Linked DNA regions of Sus scrofa: region 2 is linked to region 1. Evidence: chromatin contacts called from public HiChIP or PLAC-seq data. All regions are on one chromosome and are shown on one strand. The core of a region is the stretch at or near the end of the contact, and the rest is flanking DNA. Distances in the headings are between cores, read along the strand shown. Region 1 holds the start of GFOD1 (glucose-fructose oxidoreductase domain-containing protein 1). Region 2 holds the start of RANBP9 (ran-binding protein 9).

Evidence for each region. HiChIP or PLAC-seq counts read pairs in DNA pulled down with a chosen protein or histone mark.
Region 2: an H3K27ac HiChIP or PLAC-seq map of skeletal muscle shows a contact between it and region 1. The contact joins the promoter of RANBP9 here to the promoter of GFOD1 in region 1. A contact is called at or near these places in 1 of 47 Hi-C or Micro-C datasets (heart right ventricle) and 1 of 2 datasets of contacts at active chromatin or transcription factors (skeletal muscle).

The regions. Positions count from the first base shown.
Region 1 is chr7:9,852,031-9,857,412 of Sscrofa11.1, forward strand. It overlaps GFOD1 (glucose-fructose oxidoreductase domain-containing protein 1), which reads right to left and starts at 2,248. Exons shown (of 2, transcript XM_021100194.1): 1 at 1,022-2,248. The coding sequence starts at 1,559.
Region 2 is chr7:10,054,801-10,060,182 of Sscrofa11.1, forward strand. It overlaps RANBP9 (ran-binding protein 9), which reads right to left and starts at 2,957. Exons shown (of 16, transcript XM_021100196.1): 1 at 2,624-2,957; 2 at 2,591-2,621; 3 at 2,283-2,588. The coding sequence starts at 2,869.

The sequences.
Region 1 (5,382 bases), core at 998-3,497:
AGAATTAAAAAACAGATCCAGATCACCCCCTACATCCATACCTGTTTTTAAAAATAAAACATTCCCTCCAGGATGACATAAATTACCATTGGTCTCTGGATGCTCCCCTCTTCCTTTTTAGTTCTTGCCTTCTAACTCTTCCCCAGTGTGGCCTCCTGGGCCCTAAGCTTTGTTTCTTTCCTCAAAAAAAAATAAAAAAATAAAAAAATACAACTTTCAAGGGTGGCGGATAACATTTGCTCGGGAGTGGAGGGTAAGGAGTGAGCAACTGTCCTGGTTCAGGCCAGAACTGCTGATGGACAAAACAGGCTCTTCTTCCTCTGGGCATGCCAGTGAGTGACACTCTGCTCTGGACAGTCGGCCGCGGGTAGGTGGGGGAAACAGGACGGTGAAGGCTGGTAAGCTCATCCCCAACTGCTTGCCCACACCTGGCCTAGGACCTACTCCCACCGGGAATGAAGGACGGGTTATCGCCCGCTTCCACGGGAAACTGGCAGCGTGCGGCCTCTCCCCACATAAAGCATCCGTGCCTCTGCAATTACTGCCCCCATCCCCTCCAATCTTAAGATCCGTTGTTCCAAGTCTGTGCAGAAGACAATCCCTGGGATGCCCCACTCGAAAGTTAAATGCCTCTGGTTTTAATCAAATAAATCCTCTGTAACCTCTGCCCCCACCCCCGCATCGTCCCAATAAATCTCCTCCCTTCATACAACCACTTCACTTTCAGCGAAGAGGAAATAATTGCAGCTCGTGGGTCACATCTCTAAGGTCACACTAAACTAACTCACAGCAGAAAGAAACAAACTATCCCAGCAGGGCGCCACATCTGCAGAAAGTCAGGTTGTCAATCGCCCCCGGGGAAAACCCGGCACACGTGTGGGGCCCTTTATTCTGGCGTTCCTGGGCGCGCAGGCGCGCACGCACGCACACACTCAGGCACTATACACACACACACAGCGGGGGACTTCGTTTTGTGCCCCCCTCCCCACCCCCCCCCGAGCAGCCTATCCCCAGTCTTCACCATTTCCTCCGCCCGATCCGCTTCCCCGGAACACACGCCTCCTGCAGCCTCCGCGCCACACACGTGGGGAAGCGCGTCCAGGTGGTGCCAGAGCCGAGGAGGGAAGCGTAGTTGTGGGGAAGGCCAGGGAGGAAGGAGAAAGCTCGGAGTAGGATGTAGGATCTCGGGGCCCCGGGTCGCGTGGATGCCGTGTAAGCTTCCGGGATGAACCCGGGGCGAGAGGAGAAAAGCAGCGGGGGAGGAAAGAGAGAAGTCTGGAGCGGAGGTGGGGGAGGGGTCGCTCACCCAGGGTCTTGACAGCGATCTGCCTGGTGAGGGGCGGCGGCAGGTTGATGCACACCAAGTCCACATCCTGATGCAGCAGCACCTCGTCAATGCGGCTGGTGTAGAAGGGGACGCTCATCTCCTTGGCCAGCTCCTCCGCTTCCTCCGGCGTGCGGCCCCACAGCGCCTTCACCGAGAAGCCCTCGTCTTTCAGCAGCGGGATGATGACACGGGCCGTGAGGCTGGTGCCGAACACGCCCACCCCGGGTAGCATGGCTGCTTGAGTCCACCTGATTCTACTTTAGCTCGGATCTCCGGTCGAACACGCGCACACACACCCCTCTAGCCAGTCCCGCACCCAGCTCGCCGCGGTGCGCCAGCCGCCGTGGGCAAGGCGCCCGGGTGCCCAGAGCACACCGAGCTGCAGGCGGAGCGGGCTCGGGCGCCTCAGTTCGGTGACTGCTGCAGTGTCCGCCACGCAGGGCTCCCGTCCTTCCCGGAGGCGGCGGCAGGAACCCTCCCGCGGCGCCCGAGGCCCCGAAGCCCCGCGGAGCCCCGGCTCAAGCGGCGCTCCCGCCGCAGCGCCAGCCGGCTGCGTGCGCCCAGCTGAGGCCGCTCCATGGCCGGCTCATCCCCGCGCCCGGGACCGGCTGTCCCCCGCGTCGCTTCCGCAGCCGGCGAGTCTCACGCACAAGCCGCGACACGCTGCCGGAGCCCGGACCGGCTGAGCGGCGGGGTCCCCTTCCTCCCCGCCCGCCGCTCCGTGTGAAATAAACCGACGGCCACCAGGAGGCCGGCTAAGCATACGGCTCGGAAGGCGTGGGGCGCGGAACTGGAGCTGCAGCGCGGCGGCGGCGGTGGCGGCCACGACCCGGGACCAGCCTCCTCATTCTGCTGCCATGTTCTCTCGCCGCGCGGCGCGGGCGGCCTGGGCCCGGGGCCGGCTCGGGCTCCGGGATCCCGCGGGGCGAGGGCGGAGTTGGCGAGTCGGGCTGTCAGCGGCCGGGGGTTCCTGGCCCCGCCCCCGCCGCAGCGCCCCGCGCCATTGGCCGCCGCGCGCCGCCCCCGCCTCCGCCGCCGCGGGCTCCGGGTGCGCGCAGCGCGGGGACCCAGAACACGCCCGGCTCCTCCCCGGCCCCGCCTCGTTCGCCTCCAGCCCAGCGCGCGTCTCCCCTTTCTTCGCCCTCCACCACCTCCTCTTTCTCCCCGTCTCTTTCCGAACCCCGCCCCAAGCAAGCCAATGAATCTATGGAGACAGGGCACGCCCCAATAGGCTCGTCGTCTGGACCTCGGCAGAGAGCAGCGGGTGACCTGGCCCGGGGGAGGCCCGGGGACGCGGCGAGGTGTGAGCAGCGGGTAATTACCACCTCCGTCCGCTCCGGGGATGTTTTCCTCCAGGCTGGGAACTACACCAGAGAAGCTTTCCACGCATTCTCTCTAAATCCTCGCACCAACCCTAAGGTTATTGGAAACCCATTTAACTGATGATGTAACTGAGTCCTGGGAAGGATTAGGGACTTGCGCAAGGTCGCACAACATGTCTGGTTTTGGAATCCAGGCTGCAGTTTGGGCCTGGAGTTCTCCCCTCTCCTTCTAAGAGAGCCAGCTCTAATCGTGCGCCACCCTCACCCGCTTGCGCACACACGGCCCAGCCGCCTTCCTCACCCACCGCGTGGACGCTGCTGTGCTTGGCAGCAGCTGTGGGGTAAGGGTCCCGCACGTGTGTGTTGCATCTGGGTTTCCAGACAGAGGGGTCGCTCAGCGAGAGGGCACGCCAGCCTCTAGCCTCATGCTTCGGTTTTTTCACCGCCACTTTCCAGGGCCTCAGCTCCTTTCCCGAGCCCTCTGCCCGGCGGAGACTCTCCCCATGCTCCGGGAGGGGTTTCCTGCCGAATCCTCGCACCTAGCACACAGCCTGCCTGGCTTGTAGTAAGCGCTCAATAAACATGTGCTAAATAAATGAATGGATATTCTTCGCTGAATGCCCGCTTTGCACCTGCTCGGTGCCGAAAGGTCAGGCGTCCTGCCATGTTCATCTCTTGTCTTTGGCACTCGGCTCAATGTGGCACAAGGTCTGCTTGAACACAGGAGTGAAAAGCCTGATACTTAGAAGTTTTTAAAACAACTTGTAACAGCTGGTAATGAGGCAGGGCGCGAGAAGAGAGCAGGACTCCAAAAATGCGTGGGTGTAATAATACAGGGAGGAGGCCCACCTCAGGGCCTTGGGAGACAGGCTCAAAGGACGCTGAGTGCTGGAGTGGCAGAGACAAAAGGGGGGTTGCCATCAATATTGACAGGCTTCTTTAGAGCAGAGGAGTTCTAAGAAGCCAGGCAGGAACGCCCGCGGTGGTGGCGGTGCAGCAATGATTCTTGACCGGGGGCACCTTCTCAGTACCCAGAGGCCAGGTCATGGGTCAAAGATGGCACCGTTCATGGGGAGCAGAGGACGTGGCGCTGGGCATTGGGGCTGGAAGCAGAGCTGGAGCATCTGGGATTGACTCCTGGCTCTGCTATTTACTAGCTGTAAGATCCTAAAAATGAGTTGACCTGCCTGGGCCAGTTGCATCTGTAAAGTGGAAGGAATAATGGTATCCACCAATGAGGATTTTGAAGGATTGTACGAGTTGGTTTTATAAAGTTCTTAGAATAGTGTCTAGCACATAGTAATAAATGTTAAAGAAATGGAGAGTGGGTCTGTTATCAACATCATTTTTTTTTCTTTTTTTCTGTGCTGCTAAGGCACCAGGAAATTCCTCAACATCATTTCTGTCTTTCTTTCTTTCTTTTTTTTTTTTTTAGGGCTGCACTTGTGGCATATGGCAGTTCCCAGGCTAGGGGTCAAATCAGAGCCACAGTTGCTGGCCTACACCACAACCGCAGCAATGCAAGATCCGAGCCGCATTTGTGACCTACAATACAGCTCAAGGCAATACCGGATCCAAACCAAGTGAGTGAGGCCAGGGATTGACGCTGCATCCTGGTGGGTATTACTTGGAGTTTTAACCTGCTGAGCCACAGCAGAAACTCCTCAATGTCGTTTCTTGACGTGAGAGGCATTTAGACAAGAGAACAACATCGGGCCAATAAGAGGGAGTTTTGTTTCTGTTCTTTTTAAGGGAATTCTACCCCTAGCTTCAGTGTGAATACAAATAAACCTTTCGTCCACATAATATGAAAAGAAAATGATCACATTTGATTCTCACAAGAAATATGAAAATTAAATGTGATCCCCATTCATGAAAGACAAAACGGAATCCTGGCAGCAGCTCAAACTAAAACAGAATGGGTCTAAAACAGAGTGCTTCATTTCCAACCCTCCTCCCAAACCTTTTCTCCTCCTGTTATCTGCATCTCAACAAACATCACAAGCAGCCCACCAGTTGGCCCAAAACCTTGGAACTGTAAGACTCCTCTGTCCCATCCTCCCTTCAGCATCAGCAGATCCTGTCTGCCCTGCTTTCACAGTGCATCCAGAGTCTGACCACCTCTTTGCCTCGGTGGGGAGCCCCTGTCACCATCGTCACTACCTGGACCACAGCATTCATCTCCTTGCTGCTCTACCTGCTTCCACTCTTGCCCCCCATAGTCTGTCTTCTCCACTCAGCAGCCAGAGCAGTTCCTTAAAGTTTTAGATCATGTCCCACCAGCCTTGACACCGGCCAGTGAATAAACTCCAAAGTCTTCAGGATGGCCTGAAAAGCTCTACCCGACCTACCCACCCCACCCCTGCTCGTATGACTCATCTCCTACCACTTTCCACCCTATGCCCAAAATCCCAGCACACTGGCTTCCTCAGTGTGCACTGTGCAGACCCAGCCTGTCCCTGTCCCAGGGCCTTTGCACATACTCTTTCCTCTGCCCACTCCCACCCACATCCCCCACACGTTTCCATCACTCATTTTACTCAAGCCTCTGCTCAGATGTCCTATCCTCAGGTCGCCTTGCCCAACCATCCTAAATAAAATGACCTCTCTGTCACAATTCATCCCCTTGGCTTTCTTTTTCTTTTCTTCATGCAGAAGTTCCTAGGCCAAGATTGAACCTGTGCCATTACAGGGACCCAAACCACTACTGTGACAATGCCAGATCCTTATCCC
Region 2 (5,382 bases), core at 1,707-4,206, 200 kb after region 1:
TTATCATCAATCTTTTGAAATTCTCTAATATACAAAAGTACTTTATGAACAGTCGTTTTTAATGTGATTTTGTCACTGCAAGTTTGATTACCACTACCTATGATCCCCCCTGTGCTCAGATGTGCAGAACTTCTGGGGTGGTCCACTCCGAAGGCACACAGAAGAACAACAGGAAAAACACACACACACTCACACACATGAAAAATGACCAGAGGAAGAGGCAGAAAAAGGGGGCAAAAGAGTCCATGTTTGGGACAAGGGGGAAGGAAGAGACAAAGGGGAGACAGAAGAAAGGGAGAGGAAAGAAAAAAGATGACAAACAACAAAATCTGTTCTTCCAGAAATAATGTTTATGTTTATAAAAGAGTGAAGTTTCCAGAAAGTGAATCTTAGTATTACACAATACAAAGTAATAAAGAGGCCAACAGGAAAAATAACGGAGACAGCAGGGTCATAAATACTCCAAACTCCAACCAATTTCACATAAGATGCACTTTTCCCTGACCCAAATCATCAATTTTACGTAAAAGGAGCTGGTAAAACTAGTCAAGGCATGTTACAGTGCTAAGTAAACTGTAATCACAAATCTTAGGCATCACAGAGATTCAGAGCTGGAAATTGCCTTACAAATCACCCAGTTCAATTCCCTCATCACTCAGAGGAAGAAACTGAGGCCCTGGCTGCGAAAATGCTTGACATCGCAAATGATGGCAGAACTTGGAAAGCTAGAATCCTTTGTTCAGTAATCTCCTCGATCTTCTTCCTTTGATTTTGTAAGCTAATTATTAACCATTAATCATAAATTTAAAGTTTTGTGGGGTCTAACAAAAAGCATTCTGGTAGCTAGATCAGAGGTAAATACTTACACAATATAGCAATGTTCACACAAATTAAAACAAATTAAATAGTAGTCTTCATAGGATATTAACAAAATGTTCTACCAAAGAGAAAGTCGAGGTCCAATATTTTGGAATTTTCATCCATTTCAATTAAGACCCATAACATTTAAAATTGAAAGTACTTTTCTGGATCTATGGATAAAAGGAAAGACTACTCAACAAGGCCTATTTTTGTGTGTTATTCTTTGCAGCCAAATCATTTGGGAGATTTCTGCGGCCATTCTCCTTTCTGATTAAATAGTAACTTATTTATCAAGGTTCTTCTCAAATTTCAGTCGGGTAAACTTGAAGAATTTCACCACAATGGTGGTTTATACCCTCTATCTCCACGTCACTAGGATCTGAGTAAGACCCTCCCTTTGAAACCAATCAAAATGAGGCTGCTTTGAATGTAAAAGCAGCAGGTTTGGGGCCTAAAAAAACTGGATTTGTTTCCGGATAGACTGATATGTTGGATTGATCCCCCCCCCCCACCTCAGACAAGTAAACTTGATGTGTGCTATTAATTTGGACTACATTTCAAAAATTCCTATGGCCATTTATAATTTTAAATACAACTGATCTGCTTAAAGCTTTGTTTTCACATAGGAGAGGTAGGTGAGGGAAGAGGGGGACAAGCTCTGAGCCTAAGGATGTTTGTTTTTTTAACTGCAGGTGAAAAACATCAGGCGATTTCCTCTGATATCCTAAAAAACATTTTAAACAAATCCCTGTTTCCAGCAGGACTTTATATAATGCCAACGCATAAATACGGGGCATTTCCAATCAGCAGAGGTAGGTTTCTGCTCCCCTAAGAAAACACGTACTCCAGAGGTTTCACCTCTCTTACCCTCCCGTAGCTTTCAGCAAGATACACCGACGCCAAACTTGGGCCCCGGTCCTTTTGTCCCCCTAGACGGTTTCTGGCCTAATTTTGGGCAAAATCCTCCACTGATTACTCCTCCCCCTACACGTCCCTGCTCTCCCTTAATTAGAAATTATCCCTCAGCACCGTGCCTCTCTTCCCCCCACGTAAGAGGAGAGCGCCTGACCCACCACCACCTGGAGAACAATGTAACCCAACTCCGAGCCCAGAGATTCCTCCATCCCGGCCCTACGATTTATCTCGAAGGGAAATCAGAAAGCGAGTTATGTCCTGTCATCCTGGATTCCCCCAAGGTGTCCTGCTCCTGGCCTGGGATTACCAGCTCCATTAGATCCGAGGGCGTTAAACTCACCTTCCCCTGCCCAGAACCGCCCCTTTCTCCCGACCCCAAGGCCGCCCTCGGAGCAGCAGAGCCCGTGGCGAGTCCCCTCCGAGGGCACCGGGCCCGGGCAGGGCTGGGGGCGGGGGCGGGCCGGGGTCGGCGGCCCTGCTCCCACCGCAGGACACACGCCCAGTACCTTTGTAGTGCACCCGCAGGTTGTTCTGAGACAGGCCGATGTAGCTGAACTTGTCCTTCGGGCTCCAGGACCGGGGCAGCGGCGTCTCCTGCTCGTCCACGGCCGGGTACAGGCGCTTGAGCCGCCGCTGCAGCTCCTTCTCCTGCTCGTTCAGGGCCGAGTCCCCGTGCGGGAAAGGCGCCGCGGCGCTGCTGCCTGCCGCCAGGGCCGGGGCCGGGGCGCCTCCGGCCGGGCCGGGACCCGCGGCGAGGCCCGGGGGTGCGGGGGGCGCGGTGGCGGGGGCGGCCGCCGAGGCGGGCGGCGGGGCGGCGGGGGCGGCGGCGGGGCCGCGGTGGCCGGGGCGGCGGCGGCGGCGGCGGGTGGAGGAGCAGGGCGGCCGCCGCGGCCCCCAAGCCGCCACCGCCGCCGCCCGCGCCGCCGCCTGGTGAGCCGGCCGGTGAGGAGCCGGCGCTGACGGCCGGGGGTGCCGGCAAGACGACTCCGGGCACCGGGGCCACGGCCGCCGGCGGTGGCGGCGGCAGCTGCTGCTGCTGTTGTTGTTGCTGCTGCGGCGGCGGCGGCGGCGGCGGCGGCGGCTGCCCGGACATCCCGGCCGCGACTCAGCCTGCGGCCACCTCCACCTCTTCTCTCCTTCCTCCTCCGCTTCCCGGGGGCGCTGTCGCTGCGGCCGCCGGCACCAGGCGCCCAGTCCGCCCGCCCCGGAAGCAGGCGGCTGGCCGCGCGCGGAGGGAGAGAGAGCGCGACGGTTGGGGCGCTCGGAGCCGGGGGAGTGAGCGGCCGGCCGGGGGAGGCCCCGAGAGAACGTTGGCCGGGGCGCGGGCGCGGGCCCGGGACGAGGCGCCGAGGGCGGGGGCGAGGCGGGAGCGCGGGAGGAGAAGGCGCGGTAGCGGCCGCCGCGGCCGCTGCTCTCGCGGCTGTTTCCCGGCGGGCGGGCCGGGCCGGCGCGAGACGCTGCGCGCGGGCGGCGCTGGGCGAGGGGGCGGGGCCGGAGGCGCGAGCGCGGCACGAGGGGCGGGGCCGCGCGGGCGGCGGGGGCTGGCCCGCGGGGGTCCCGGCGCCGGGCGGAGGCGGCGCTGGGGAGGACGGCGGCGCGGGGCGGAGCGCTTCTGCCCGGGTCCCCCGGCTGCCCGCCGGCCGGCCGGGCGCGGGCGTCCCCGCCGTCCCCGAGAGCCCGTCACCTCCTCGCGCCCGCCCGGTTCCTCCCCGGGAGAACCTCCTCCTACTTTACTTCTTTTTGTTGTCGTCGCCCCACCTCCCCACCGTAGGGTTCCCGCTGGCGCGGCGGGGCCGCTTCTCGCCCAGACGAAAGTAATCGAGCCCCGCTGGCGCCGCCGCGAGCCCGGTCCACGAGCTCCGGCCGAACGCAGGAGCTCGGGTTCCCGGAGGTGAGGCGTCCGCCGGCTGCTCGGGCTCTGTTCGAGCTCGTGCCTCCGTGCAGGACCCGGCTGGCCGCCTCGCTCTTTACAAACCAACTGCTCTGCGTGCTTCACGGTCCTCAATACCTAACATAACCCTTTCTGAGGGGGAAGTCTCCCACTTAAAACAGGGAGCATTTTACTAATTTTATGAGGCCTTAAAGTGAACCTGGAGTGGCAGAAAGTGTCACTCGTTTATTAGGAAAACTAATAAAGATTGGCATTTCTTCAAAGAGCAGGAACACGAACCGTATGAACACAAGGTGTATTTCGGAAGGGCTTCAAGAGGCATCAAAACCTTTTATAGACTCATTAATTTTCATCACAGGCCTCGTGGTTAGGTAGCAAAGAATTATGCTCATTTTTAAAACAAGGAAATATTCACTGAGGTCAGCAGAGTCAAAAATAGGACTTCCTACTTTGCAATTCCCAGTAGTGATTTGCTTGGTAGACTACTTGGGCACAACTCGCCAAGTTTTGCTCTCTGACCGTCTACCTAACATTACTATTTTGTTTTCACCGCTTCCCTTCGTTCAGGTGATCCTTTCCTTAGCTGGCAAAAAAATCGAGCTTTCCGCATGTAATCTACACGATATCAATTCTGGTATTTTGTTTGCTTCCAAAGATACCAGGGTCATTGTTGGGCCAAACAGGTCAGGAACGTTTTTGGCTGAATGGAGATTTATTTTGTCTTGAAGAGGGTAGGTAAATGGTGATTTAATTGAAGGCCCTCAATGCCTGGCCAGAACTAATAGTCATTGAGTCTAATTTTTCCCTCAATTACCCAGCAACTGGATGCCCTGTTGTTCCTTAATAAAAATATCCGATAATTCTAACCTCTTGTTTGATGACTTTCTTCAAGCCACTGCACTTTAAATTACACGATGTCATTGTATTTAAATTGTTCTAAGTCTGTCATTTATATCACAGCAACGAGCTAAATGTAAGCCAAGCTCTATTTAAATGATGGCTAGCCAAGGTAGAAAAAAATGGGCTCCAGGCCTCATCAGACTTTCTTGAAATAGTCATCAAGGTTTTATTTATGAAGGTGTACTTTATTCTGTCAGCACACTTAGAAACCATTTAGAACTCTGCATATCCTAGGAACGGCTGAGAGAATAAAAGTATCTGATATTTTGTGGGAAGTTTTTTATAGAAGCTACTGGTTGCTCTCTACCTAGCAACCTCAAGAAATGAATGATTTCAGCTGCGGAGAAGGAGGCTATGGCTCGGGCCTCTCCTCATACTGGAGGTGGCAGAGGGTATCAACATCATTTTAGAAAGGCCCGTGTGAGGTGCTATTTATAAAGAGACATAAAGGTGTTCATGCCTTTTTGGCCAAGCCTAGGTTGCATATTCATGCCAGGGGCTGCCAGGGAGCAGACATTTCCAGCTTACAGAGATGCTAAGTTACGGAGACCTTCAATTCAAGGTGGGCCTGGAGTGGCCAGAGCCTGTGGTTCTGGTCCCCGTCAGGCAGTGAGTAGCCTCATGTACTTAACATATCTCGTTCATTTTCTATGCTTGGCATGACATGAAAAGGTTAGAACATGCTGCCCTAATGGGAAGGGAGTCGCTGATACCCAACCACTGAGGAATTTCCAACACCGGGAAAGAGGTCCAGACACTGGCCAGCCAGTTTCAGTAAACGTCCACGACAGTATCCTTCCAGGGACTGAAAAATA